Regions from separate parts of the Mus musculus genome. Here region 1 is linked to region 2. A link is a contact called in public Micro-C data. All regions are on one chromosome and are shown on one strand. The core of a region is the stretch at or near the end of the contact, and the rest is flanking DNA. Distances in the headings are between cores, read along the strand shown.

Region 1 (6,133 bases), core at 906-3,405, 220 kb after region 2:
GGTTAACTTCCCTGAGTTTGGTTTGTTCTGTTCTCCTGTGGGGGAGGGGCCAGAACCTCCAAGGACTAATGGTTATGTCCCACCATGCACGCGTGGCTCTTGTAATGCTCCTCTAGCACACAGCAACGACTGACTTATTAGCAGTCGTGACAACAGCTGGCAGCTCCAGGCCCTGGTAACATGCAGGAGGTTGGGAACAGAAAGCCAGACTTCAGTAATCACTATGTCTTCTTTATATTAGACTACGTGACACTGTGAAGACAGCAAGCATCCAGGAACCATCAGTCTCTTGAGCCAGGTGGAAGCAATATATCAACACACACACACACACACACACACACACACACACACACACACACACACACACACGCTCTTCTATGGCAACTCATTTAGAATAGTTTAGGTGAGACAAGTTCTGGAAAAAGCTACAAACCTGAATGCCAAGCCTCCTTGTTTGGCTTAACTTTGTGAACAAACCCCTGCTTCCCAGACCCACTAAGAACTTGACCCTCGATTGCCACGAGGTTCGGGAGTAGACTGGTTGTTAATAGACCACCTTGCACCCAGGCAGTGGGGAGGAAAGAGTCTGCATTCTTAGTGATGCAATCAACCTAAAGGAATAATGTATTTACTCGAGCCCTCACTTTGCAAGCCATGACACCCACTTCCCTACCAGCTCCTCCATCAAACACCATGAACTGACAGCTATTTCCTTTCTAGAGGTTCCCAGTCTGCAGTATGTTCTAAGCTGGAGTCACGAGCAGAGACCAAGAGTCGACTGTAGTGGCAGGTTTCTAGAGGAAGACCAAACTTCCAGCTGCAGTATATCATGAAAAAGAATCCGGTGGTGGTTTCTACAATAGTCCCAGGCACAGGGCAGGGATGGAAGAGAGAGATCGGGCTGGTTCAGATGTCAGCTTAGGATACAGAGAGCCAGGGAGATCACCCTGTGCCCTGCTTGCACCACGACCCACAGGCGGCAGGGCACGTCCTTACCATTAAGCTGCCTGTAGACGATGTCCTCCAGCAGCGACAAGCGCTTCAGGACCGCATCCTGGATGGGGCTGGCGCTGTGCGCGCTGAGGTTGGCCACCTCTGCGCGAGGCCGGATCTCGTGGAAGGCGTCTCCGCTGCGCACCGCGATAGGCCGACACTTAGCCAAAAAGATCACGAAGCCGGCCACCGCGATCAAGTTCAACACCAACAACACTTTGACTCTCCTCAGTGAAGCCATCAAACAACACGGCCGGTCCTTTCCCTGGACCCACGCCTCTACCAGCCTCACCTGCGAGGCGCAGGGCAGCCTGAGACGGAGTAGACCCCACACACCGAACAATGGCCGAGGGAGGGGGCAAAGGGCTGGGGGTCCCAGCTGCTGTTGACCACAAAACGCCGATTCTCTGGCGCCAGTAACCACTGGAAGGACGCGGCTGATCTCTCACATGGAAGCCCCTGGCTTGCAAAAGTGTCTCTGAAATGCCTGCTCCGTCCACAGCACGCAGTCCCTTCTACAAGACAGCAAAAGATAAAGGTCCCAGGGTCTCTCCCTGTAGAACAGCAAACAGGTTGCCTTTAGACTTTGGACCTCCTCCGCAGACGTAGACCTTCAGGAACAATCCTTTGGTAGTCGGAATGCTCTGGGGATGTGGCGGGAGTGGCGCGCAGGTGCCGGGCTCCAGCTCTGCGCCCGCCGGCGGAAGAGCGCGCCACTCCTGGAGTTGCGCGGCCGACACTCTCGCCCGCAGGCGGCCGTCGCAGGGCGAAAATAGAGTTCTTCAGCAAAGGACCCGCTCCTCAGGGCGGGTGTCTTTGTTCAGCTCACCGGCTCTCTCCATCACTCTGAGAAGAGGAAAACCCCGCGCCCCGTGCCTGCATCCTCCAGGCTCCGCAGTCACGCTCAAATCTCAATGACTCTCTCAAAGTGGAGGGGGGGACAGCAGGAAAGGGGCGGGAGCAGGGACCCAGCGCGACGTCCTCTCCGCCCCCACCCCGCCCGCAAAACTCACCAGTGCGCACAGCGCCACGGGTTCCCGGACACGTTCCAAGTCCCTACACGAGCCTCCGGGGCCTGCCGGACACACTGGCTTGTCTCGGGAGGTGGCGCGTTGCGAGGCTGGCCGGAAGGAGGAGTCGGACCTCCAAAGTCACACCAGTTGTCTACACGCCTTTCTAAATGTCGCGGGGGAGGGATGCGCGCTGGCGCCCCCGCAGCCTGTCACCACGGCCCGTGCAGCTCGTCCCAAGCCCCCAAGGGAACCAAGATCCGAGTGTCCCGATCACCGGATGCAATGACACCGCGGCTGCGGCACTAAGAGTACACACGGTCCCCTAGAGGGAATGGTGGGATAGATTGGAGCAGCTGGGAGCCAAGAGGGGATGCTCAGGTGGCGACGGAAGGCGGGGCGCGGTCCCGAGGGGAGCGGCTGCGGCGCCGACTCCTCCTTCGCGGTCCCTTGGTCACCCTCTTCCCTGAGAGCCAGTCGCCAACGCCGCTGCCACCCGCAGGCTGCGGAGCGCACAGCTAGGGGAAGCTGGCCCACTCTTGCGCGCGCACCCGGAAAGGGTGGGGGTGTCTGGAGAGAGCGGGGAGCGCGCCGGACCAAGAGCAGTCATGTCCTGTTGGCTGCTAAGGGCTGTGAGGGACCCTTGGGGTTCTCAGCGCTCTCTAAGCAGCCGGGTTTGTTCCATCCCGGCAGACGAGGAAGACATCCCTTTCTCTTGGCTTAGCTGCTCTGCTTAGCTTGGCCCGGAATGGCTAGAGGGAAAATCTGGCCTGGAGACTCGGATTCCGCTACTTTCAGAGCAAGGCCCTGTGTCCTTCTTGCTTGAGCCCTGGGAGAGTTCTGACCATCTTAGTTGGTGCTTCTGTGCTTGCCCCTACTCTGTAAACTCTTATTTTGGTGCCATGCACTTGGATTTATGGCCCTGATGGGTCTCCACAACCTACTTCTTTTCCTGAGACCCAGGAGTTCCAAAGACTGGAATCCAAACCTGCCCTCTAATTTTTTTTTTTTTTTAATTGCTTAGGCCAGAGAAAGAAACCAGACTGCCAGCAGATAAGAATCAGCTGAGTGAATTCAGGGACTCCCACTTCATTCTTCCCATCCGATTAAAGTTTGTTGCTGTTGTTCATTGGTTAGTTTTGTTTGGTTGACTTAGATTTAAGCTTTTGGTTGGAGCATGGAAGGGGGGCGGTTCAGGGGGCATGTTCGGGTTTGGGGGTTTGGAGATGGGATGTAGTTAAGCTGTTGAGCTGAAGTTGAGTGCTTGCCTAGACCTCAACTGGATATTCCCACCCCACCCCCCACCTCCAGCTCTTCACAGCCAGGCTTGCTGGTGGCAAGCCTATAATCCCAGCACTTGGAAGGTAGAGGCAGGAAGATCAGAGACTCACAAGCATCCTTGTCTATAAAGTAAGTTCCAGGTTAGATTGGTTGGGTTTCTTTTAAAAGGGAACGAAGTGTTTTCTTGTTTGCTTTTGTTTGTTTGGACCTTGATGGAGATTTTAGTGTTCCTTTGTTTATGCCATCTCAGTTAGCCTAGGCTAGTTAGCCCCTAACTGATGATTCCTGATCTCTTAACTTCACCTCCCAAATACTAGGATTGCAGTCCTAGCCACCAAGCCTGGCCCTCATTTCAATAAAGGTATTGTTGTTTGGGGGCTTGGGGGGGGGGGAGGGAGTTCGTTTTCCTTTGTTGTCCTTGGTGTTTTACACAATTAACAGCAAGCACCTTTACAGTTTTTCACTAAAAAAAAAAAAAAAAAAAAAGGACATGGAGAGCCAGGCTTGGTGGTGTGGGTGTCAAGTCTGCTACTCAGAGGTCTGAGTGACACAGGAAAAGTCCCCAGAATTCCAAACATCATACAGTCACAAAAACTACCTGCAGCTGTCAAAACCACGCCCCTGCTAGAACACGAGACAAATCACAGTCAACTGCTATGGACAATCTGAGGCAGCCTCATATCCCACACCTGGGATTAAAATGAAAACATTCTTATGTTTCTGTGTTTTTAAAGAAACCAAAATTCCCACTACAACTTCTCATGATGGAACAGTAAGTAAGATGTTTCTCTAGTCCTACTTTCTTCCTTTAAAAACAAACACAAAACTTAGTTGTGTATGTGTAGAGACGTGTGTATTTGTGCCACAGCCCATGTGTAGAGGTCAGAAGACAATTTGCAGGAGTCAGTTCTCTCCAGCCACTATGTGAGTCTCAGGGATTGAACTCAAGAAGTCAGGCTTGGCAGCAAGCCCCTTTACTTCCTTGAGCCATCTCATTGGCCTGCTCTTTTATTTTTTTATTTCTTTGGAGCCTACTCAGGATCCTTAGGGATTGAATTTTTTATAATCTACAGCGAACTGAGTACAAAAATATGGCTTGATAAAAAGCTGTCTCAAAAAGCATGGAAGAAGCACTTTCAAACATCTGTGAGGTCGGAAGGAAGTTGGGTAGGAGGGCATCCCTGGTTCTGTGTCATTCAGAGCATCAGGGACTGGATGAGGCTAGGTCTCCACAGCTGTTCATGAAGACCCAGACCGGGCAGCATCAGTAGCACAGAAGAGGGGGGCTGAAAAGGTGGAAGATGTGATATCCTTGCTCAATCCCATATCTGTGAGTCATCGTCCCCTACCCCCACCACTAACAAAATACAGAACAATCTAGTCAGGGGACAGTATAGTGTACTTATTTGACCAAAGTTTTATACGACACAGGAGCCTTCAGGCATGGGAGATGCAAGGAAAATTTGGGGTGGGTTAGGTTTGAGTTTGGGCTTGATTTCTGAGATCAATCTCACTGTAGAAGAACACAGGCTGGTCTAGAAATTATGATCCTCCGACTTAGCTACTCAAGTGCTAGGATTACAGGTGCACAGCACCATGCTCAGACTGTGAAGTGTTTAACTTTGTGCAATAAGGGATAGAAAGCCACGTAGAAAAGCAATAGGACAAAAAGGCCTGTCCTGAAAATAATAGATAACACTCTCCCACTGAGCCACACTCCAGCCCCTCACTGGGGGATTCTAGGCAGGAGCTCTACCACTGAGCCACTCCCCCAGCCCCTCCCTGGAGGATTCTGGGAAGGAGCTCTACCACTGAGCCACGCCCCCAGCCCCTCCCTGGGGGATTCTAGGCAGGGGCTCTACCACTGAGCCACGCCCCCAGCCCCTCACTGGGGGATTCTAGGCAGGGGCTCCATCCCTGAGCCACACCCCCAGCCCCTCACTGGGGGATTCTAGGCAGGAGCTCCATCCCTGAGCCATACCCTAGCTGGAGGATTCTAAGCAGACACTCTACCACTGAGTAGAGCACTCCCAGCACAGGATGGGGTTTTAATTACATGGTTGCAGGACCTGAGCATATCAGCATGAAAATGTAGATCTTGGAATATCCATGATGTGGGCCATTCCTTGAGATTACAATGTCAAAATTCTTTTAGGAACATAAATGCTGCACAGGCTGCACAAGGAAGCTGAGGAGAACAAAGCCTATAGATATGTCATAAGCTCATCTAGGCCAGACGGGCATTCTCTGGCTAGATATGGAGAAAGACGATCACTCTGAAGTGGAAACTTGCCTATGAATGTCCTTGTTACTTGAACTCCGTTTCCTCATGTTTTAATTTGTTTCTCCAGTCTGGAATTAGGAACATAGTTGGATGTCATACCCACCTGAGTTTATAGCCACTTAATGATTGGAAAATCATCAGTGCCCCACCTAGGCTTTGTATTTGAATATTTAGTTCCAAGTTAGCAATGCCGTTTGGGGAGTTAATGGAGCCTTTTAGAGGCGCAACCTTGCTGGAGGAAAGTATGGTGCTGGGGGCAAGCTTTGAGAGTTTATAACCTTGCCCCACATCCCATTTAGTTTCTCTCTCTGCTTTCTGTGTGGGGTTCGTGATCTGGCTGACAGCTGCCATGTCTCCCTCAAAGCTTCCATGTCCACCATATACTCTCTGCTGGACTCATAAGCCAATATAAACCCTTCCTTCCACATGTCACTTGGGTCAAAAGAAAGTAACAGTACAGAAGTTTGTGCCAGAGAGGGGGGTCGTCCCAGTGAAGAACTTGTCCACTTTTTTTTTTTTCAGGAATACGCCCCTTTGTCTCTAAACTAGCTGTGGCGATGCATGG
Region 2 (7,007 bases), core at 1,622-4,121:
TTCTTCGAATCTTAAGGATACTTGACAGCTTTTGCCCATTGAAAGGCATTTGGTTTCTGCATGTGTAGGGGCTGGCCTCTCTGCATCATGGGTTTGGTTCTTTAAAGATATAGCCACGTGGCACCTGGAAGAAGACAGGATAGTGTATTGATGAACAAGAAGTGAGAAAAGATGAGATTTGGAAGCTCCTGTTGGTCAAGGGCTGGCATGGTGGGAGGGAAAAGAGGTCTCTACATGGTCCTTCCACACTGAACCCCCATCTCACCTGTTCAAATGCTAGCCCTTCCACATCTGTAGTAGTTTGAATATGCTTGGCCCTGGGAGTGGCACTATTAGGAGGCATGGCTTGTTGGAGTAAGTGTGGCCTTGTTAGAGGAAGTGTGTCACTGTGTAGGTGGGTAATAAGACCTTCCTCCTGACCATGTGGGAGTCAGTCTTCTCCTGGCAGCCTTCAGATGAAGATGCAGAACTCTCAGCTCCTCCTGCACCATGCCTGCCTGGACGCTGTCATGCTCCTGCCTCGGTAATGAACTAAACCTCTGAATCTAAAAGCCAGCCCCAATTAAAAGTTGTCCTTGTAAGAGTTGCCTTAGTCACGGTGTCTGTTCACACCTAAGACACTACCCCAGGATGTGATCTACATACCCAGGGTGTGTGTAGAAGACAAAGGGCAACTTTCAGGCAGGCGTTCATTCTCTCCTTCTACCATATGGCTCATGTTGTCAAGGTTTCTGGCAAGCTCCTTTACCTGTGAGCCATCCCTCGGCCTCTCACAATTAATCTTATTTCTCTTCTTTTCCTCCACAGGGTTTTAAGAAATCTGAATGAGAATTGCAGAGCTGTGCAGATAGCCTGAGGAAGCCATGTCAGAGGTGACAAATAATGGGCACAGATGAAAGTGCTTCAGCTAGCCATACAAAGAAACTATTTGGAACAGAAGTATTAAGGGAGATGGTATAAAAGTTAGGCAGAGAGTAAGGGGACGAACACTCACCACTGCAGCACACATTTGCACAGAAAAATATAACACCACCGGGCTGGGGAAGTCTTTCACCTGTGCAAAGACTGATAAGCCTACCAGAACACAGTTAATATGGTGGCCAATTGGAAGTCCTGCCAGTGGCAATGGATTAAACACTATTCGTTTGGGAAAAAAAAGCATCTGAGAAAGAAATGGGGTTGTGGAGATGGCGCATGGTAAATCACTTGCTATACAAGCTTGACGACTCAAGATTGGATCCCCAGCACCCATTAAAAGCTAGGCTCGGTGACATGAACCTGTAATCCCAATGCTAGGTGGGGGAGGATGTAGACAGGAAGGTCCCTGAGGCTTTGTGACTGCCAGCCTAGCTCCAGGTTTAATGACGGATCCTGTTTCTAAGGATTAAGGTGGAAGATGATTAAAGAAGATACTGAGCATCAACTCCTGGCCTCTCTACTCAGGCCCCCATGGGAGCACATGTGTGCATGTGCGTGCGGACAATACACACGCACACATGTGCATATGAATAGAAAGAGCTGAGGGTGTTGCTCAGTGGCAGTGCATATCCAGGGCCTTGGTTCAATCCCTAATGCTGGGAGAAAAAAAAAATAAAGTTATTCTTAACACTTTATGTAAGTATTTTTTTTTCTCTCTCTCTCTCCTCAAACAAACTAAGGAAGAAAACAAAAACCCATTTCTGCAGAGATAAATGTTTACCTTCCAGGACTAGAGGAAATTCAATACTAAATTGGCCAGGTGCCATCTGGGAATCGTCGTGTGGCTGAAGGTTTTGATAAACAGTATTTGGGGGAGTTGGGGAGGGGGAAATGCCGCCCATGATCAGAAGGGAATAGCAAGGGAGGATCATCGGCTCCTTAACAATAAAAGCCACAGCTGTCATCCAGGCTCCGGGAGCGTGAACGGGAAGTGAGACGGGATTGGATAGTACAAACTAGTGGAGAAGGATGTTAGTACAGAATTCTATCCAGGCTACTCACCCTCCACAGTGTTACAGAGTGCGCCGCGGGTATTCCCTTGTCTCAGAGCCCTGGTTAGAATCAAGGACTAACCCAGGAGACTCACCTCAACCTACTTCCAAAATCAATGCAAGAAGCTCTGGTCCACATGCTCAGGGGCTTGGGAGATGGCCACTGGGTCAGGGGCTGGATGGAGTTTCATGGATCCACACAGTGGATCACCACACCCCTCCACCCTCACACGTCGTTAGGGCTCTGGGCTGAGAATAATCAGACCCTGCTCTCTCAAAATGTGGGCACAAGAAGAACTGATCTGAGCTTGAGAGTGTTCTAGAATGCACTTGCATTGCAGTCACTGGCAGGCCTGAAGTATAGCCTGAGAAGTGACGTGTGTGTGCGCCCACCTGCACTTGTCTGTGTCTATGTGACTATAAGGGCACATAACAATTAAACAAAAATCTTTAAAACCTACAAAGTATTTGTTTTTGAACTTTTCATTTAGATATGTTATTATTATTATTATTTTGCATTGTAATTGATGATGACAATGATGATGATGATGATGGAGAAGGAGAAGGAGAAGGAGAAGGAGAAGGAGAAGGAGAAGGAGAAGGAGAAGGAGAAGGAGAAGGAGAAGGAGAAGGAGAAGGAGGAGACTGCATTATGATTGACTACAGGTAACCAAAACTGTAGAAGGCAAAAATGCAGGAGGTGAGGGGTGAGTGACAATTATAATGCCCAAACCAGGTCTTTATTGTTGCTGCCGTCATCAGCCCCCCTCTCACCCCCCCACCAATGCTACTCTGATTACCGACGCCACTCTCTGCCCACAGCTGCTGAGTTAAGGGACCTGCTGCTCCCTAGGAATGTGTGGGTTGAGGCAGCTGGGGAGGAGTGAACAGCACATATGGCGTGTTCCAATTAGAAAACAGAACAACAGTGCCTGCCTTCAAGCCAGGCATCCTCAGAGTCCGAGTCACCCAGGAGCCAGTGAAAATGCAAGTTCCCTGGCTTGTCTTGAAGCTGGTGTAATACAGTCAGACTCGGCGCAGTTTGCCAGCAGCCCAGAGGAGAATTATGCCAACACGGAAAGTCCCAGAAGCACACATAATAGAAAAGTTACCATGTGCAACATCTGGAAATGTTCAGGTAGCACCTGTGGAGTCCTAGGACTGTATCATCACCCTGATCATGAATCCTAAAACCCCTACAGCCTTTCTCAACCTATGGGTCATGACTCTTCTATGGGGGGGGGGGGGGTGTTGTCAAATGGCTATTTCACAGGGGTCACCTAAGACCACTGAAAACATCAGATATATATGTGATGATTCCTAACAGTAGCAAATGAGCATAATTTTAAATGAAGTAATAATGAAAACTTATGAAAATGAAGTAGCAATGAAAATAATTTCATTGTTGGAGGTCACCACAGCATGAGGAACTGTGTTGAGGTGTCTCGGCATGAGGAAGGGTGAGAACCACTGCTCTAAAGACTTGCTTTCATTTACCAGCTGCCCCAGCCCTTGCTGACCACTGATAACTATTTCTGTCTCTCTGAATTTGCTTATTCTGGATAAGTCAGAAAGTTAGACTCACACAATACATGACCTCTTGTGTCTTCTAGCCTTGCTCATTTAAAAAAATACTTTGAAAACGCTTTATGTATCATTACTGTGGACAGGGAGAGATGTATGTGTATGTGTTGTGGCACGGTGTAGAGGTCAGAGGACAGCTTTGTGGACTTGATCTCTTGTTCCATCCTCGTGTGAGTTCTGGGGACTGAACTCTGGTCATCGTGCTAGTGCAGCCAGTATCTTTACTTGCTCACCGTCTTGCCAGCCCTTTGGTCTCTTCCAAAAACATATTCCAAAAAAAAAAAAAATTTATTACCTTAAAATTGTGTGTATGTGCTCCAGTCTATGCTTGTTCCATTCTGTTCCTATGATCAATCGCTCTGACCAAAGCAACTTAGGGGAGAGAAGAGTTCATTTGACTTACACTTTCAGTTCAAACCATCACTGAGGCAAGGCAGTGCAAGAGCTCAAACAGAGACCTGAAGGCAGGACTGCTTACAATTCCTCTGACCAGGGAACTCACGCACAGACAAGGAAGTACAGTAGGAATTATCAGAGATGCTCCTTGCTGAATCTCTGACAGGCTCCTGCTCATCTAGCTTATTTATACTGTTGGTAAATATTTAATATCAATCAGAGGTTTCAATCCCTCCTTACATCACTTGGTTCCAAGATAAAAGATATAAAATAGACACCTTTCAAGCACTAGAACTGGGCACATATAAACCCTCTAAGCTATTAGTATCTACTTCCCTATCAATAACCCTGAGTTATAATTTGACATGTTTTATCTGGGACACTCTTATTCCAATAGGCAAGCCCTTGTGGCCATATTTTCTTGATATACTAACCCTATGGCATCTTCTCCTCTCTCTACCATCTCCTCTTCCCCTGTGATCTCCTGCCTCAGACCCCAAGCCTGGGAACTAAAACTCTACCTATCTCTCTTCTGCCCAGCTCTAGGCTGGAGGCATCTTTATTCACCAATCAGGGGTAACTTGAAGGACAAGGTTACAAAGCATCACTAGGTGTACATGTGGACCTCATCTTCCCTGGGGCAACCAGGCCCAGTATTTCTAATTACAATACATAGCAACAGACCAAACCTCATCAGTTTTAAATTAAGGAACAAGGTTCACCCAATAAAGCCAGGCAAATGTGAGAATTCACTTGTAGGCCTAGACCTCTAAGTATAGAATTTAGCATTACAATACGTAGCAACAGACAAAACCTCAACATCATACAGTCCAGAACTACCTACCTAGGGAATGGTGCTGCCCACAGTGGGCTTGATCTTCTATATCAATGAAAATCAAGAGAATGTTCCTCCCCACAACATGCCTACCCCAGATTTGACCTGGAAATTCCTTAAGTAAGATTCCCTTCTCAGTTGATTCTAGACCATGTTAAGTTGGCCATTAAAGCTAAATAAATAGGACACTACCAATCAATTTCTCCATGGTTGATCTTTGTTCCTGGCTGGTCTTCTGTACTCTCTTCTGAGTCACCAAAAGCTGGAAGGATCAAATAGGACACTTAGATAAGATTCCTTCTCCCAGAAGGACCTTCCAGTGGAAACTGTTGATTATGGTCCACATTTGTAACCTTAGAGCTATAGTGGCGGAGCCAGAAAGATCAGGAGTTTGGGATCATTCTCAGCTATGATTCTCAGTCATTCAGACTGGATGAATGGACTGCCGCACCCCTCTCGGGGAAGCACCCAGTCCTTGCATCTTGTGAGTACCCCAGGATCATCCCAGGACCAGCCTTTGGCTGCACCCACAGTGAGGGCTCCCAGTTCACTGGGGTTCAATCACATTCATCTCAGAAGATAAGGTTTTATCACAGATATTCATCAGGACACTTTACATTTCTCAAGCATCATTTTTTTTCCTGAGATAGTTTCATATTTTATGTATGTGCAAATCAGCTCCAAAAAATAGACTTAAAATTCCAAGATTCCCAGGTGTGCATGAAAAGATCTTTATGCCTAAAATAACCAGCCCACTAAATATATAAAATGCAGCTGAACCAAGACCAATGACTAGCTAATCTTTACAGTCTCCTTGATTAGATTAAGGGTTACTGAGGCACATCTTTGGGTATGTCTGTAAAAGAGATTCCAGAGGTGGTTAGATGGGGGGGGGGGGGGGGAAACCCATCTTTAATGACTATGGTACTCTGCCACTGTTGTGTAGCCATTTCCCCCCAGGAAGGAGGTGGGGGCCTTGAGACTCAGGAACTAAAGAGACTTCACATGTCTGGAATGTTGAAAAGGACAAGACTCACCAGACTCTTCCTGTCAAGGTTAAAGATGCAGGAAAAAGTGGTAGGAGGGGTGATGGATTACCTGGGCTGTCTGGAGGGGATTTTCAGACCCATTGAGCTGCCAGCAAGTCATACAAGAGAGCTCCAAGGCTTTAGCCTTCAACATCATCCCTCTTGGTGTGATATTAGTGATTATTAGCAATACAACTGCCCTTGAGTCTGCTTCTCTAAGTTACCACTAACCCAAACTCCTGTTAGTAACATGAAAAAAAAAAAAAAAAACCCTCACTGGTTTACCAGTTGGACCTTGGTCCATCATACATTCTCACTGTGGAGAGAATAGAGGTGTGTGTGTGTGTGTGTGTGTGTGTGTGTGTGTGTGTGTGTGTGTGTGCGAGTGTGCGTGTGCGTGTGCGTGTGTGTGTGTGTGTGTGTGTGTGTGTTGAGTCTAACCAGGAAAAGTCATTGGCAATGCATGGGCTGCATGAAACAAAACAAAACAAAAAGAGCAAGCCCACTAAGGGTTGGCGTTCTGCTCTCTCTCTCTCTCTCTCTCTCTCTCTCTCTCTGATTCCTGTTCCATCTGGATCTGAGTGAGCCACCTCAAGTTTGTACCACTTGACACACTCTCTGTTGGCCACTGCATGTATCACCTCAGCTAAAAGCCCCTACAACCACCGTACTTTTCCCTCCATGATAAACCAATAACAACAACAACAACAACAAAAATGTCTAAATATTCTCTTTAAAATTGGGAGTTGGGGGTGAGGGAGATGGCTTAGTGGCTAAAGTACTTACTCTAATAGCATGAATAAGTGACTTTGATTCCCCAGAACTCATATTAAAAGGGGGGTGTGCAAGGCTGGATAGAGGGCTCAGCCACTAAGATCAGATACTGTTCTTATAGAGGACCCAGGCTTGCCTCCCAGAATCCACATGACACACACGAGAGAGAGAGAGAGAGAGAGAGAGAGAGAGAGAGAGAGAGAGAGAGAGAGACATATATAACTACAGAATAAAATAACTTCTTTACAAAATATATAGACAGAGAGGTAGCCCCCTTGAGTGGTTGTGAAGGGCATCCAGGTCAAGGAACAGTCAAAAGGATAATAAGCCTGGTGAAGCTGGCTTCAGCAAGACAGAGTCCCTACCCTGATAATCACTATGTTTTAAACATCCCAAGTACTCGGCTTGGATCTATCACTA

The links. Hi-C and Micro-C count contacts between places; a contact is called where the count stands out from the background.
Region 1: a contact with region 2 is called in a Micro-C map of muscle stem cells, with 3 times the contacts expected there. The contact joins the promoter of Galnt17 here to the enhancer-like site in region 2. A contact is called at or near these places in 4 of 39 promoter capture datasets (hematopoietic stem and progenitor cells, hippocampal neurons, second pharyngeal arch cranial neural crest and 1 more), 6 of 484 Hi-C or Micro-C datasets (adipose-derived mesenchymal stem cells, cerebellum, cerebral cortex and 2 more), 5 of 115 datasets of contacts at active chromatin or transcription factors (embryonic forebrain, embryonic stem cells, forebrain and 2 more) and 2 of 9 other capture datasets (adipose tissue and liver).

The regions. Positions count from the first base shown.
Region 1 is chr5:131,305,367-131,311,499 of GRCm38.p6, forward strand. Galnt17 (polypeptide N-acetylgalactosaminyltransferase 17) reads right to left here and starts at 2,156. Exons shown (of 11, transcript NM_145218.3): 1 at 997-2,156. The coding sequence starts at 1,234.
Region 2 is chr5:131,087,195-131,094,201 of GRCm38.p6, forward strand. All of the region lies in intron 3 of Galnt17 (polypeptide N-acetylgalactosaminyltransferase 17), which reads right to left. Gm40338 (a long non-coding RNA gene) reads left to right here. Exons shown (of 3, transcript XR_868570.1): 3 at 808-1,613. Among named protein-coding and RNA genes, the nearest start is that of Gm40338, 6.0 kb to the left of the region's middle. Within about 2 kb of position 2,872, at least 20 of the 459 cell types and tissues checked have an H3K27ac peak or open chromatin away from gene starts, as enhancers often do. A contact at or near this core is called in cerebral cortex, muscle stem cells and nephron progenitors, where this site is marked.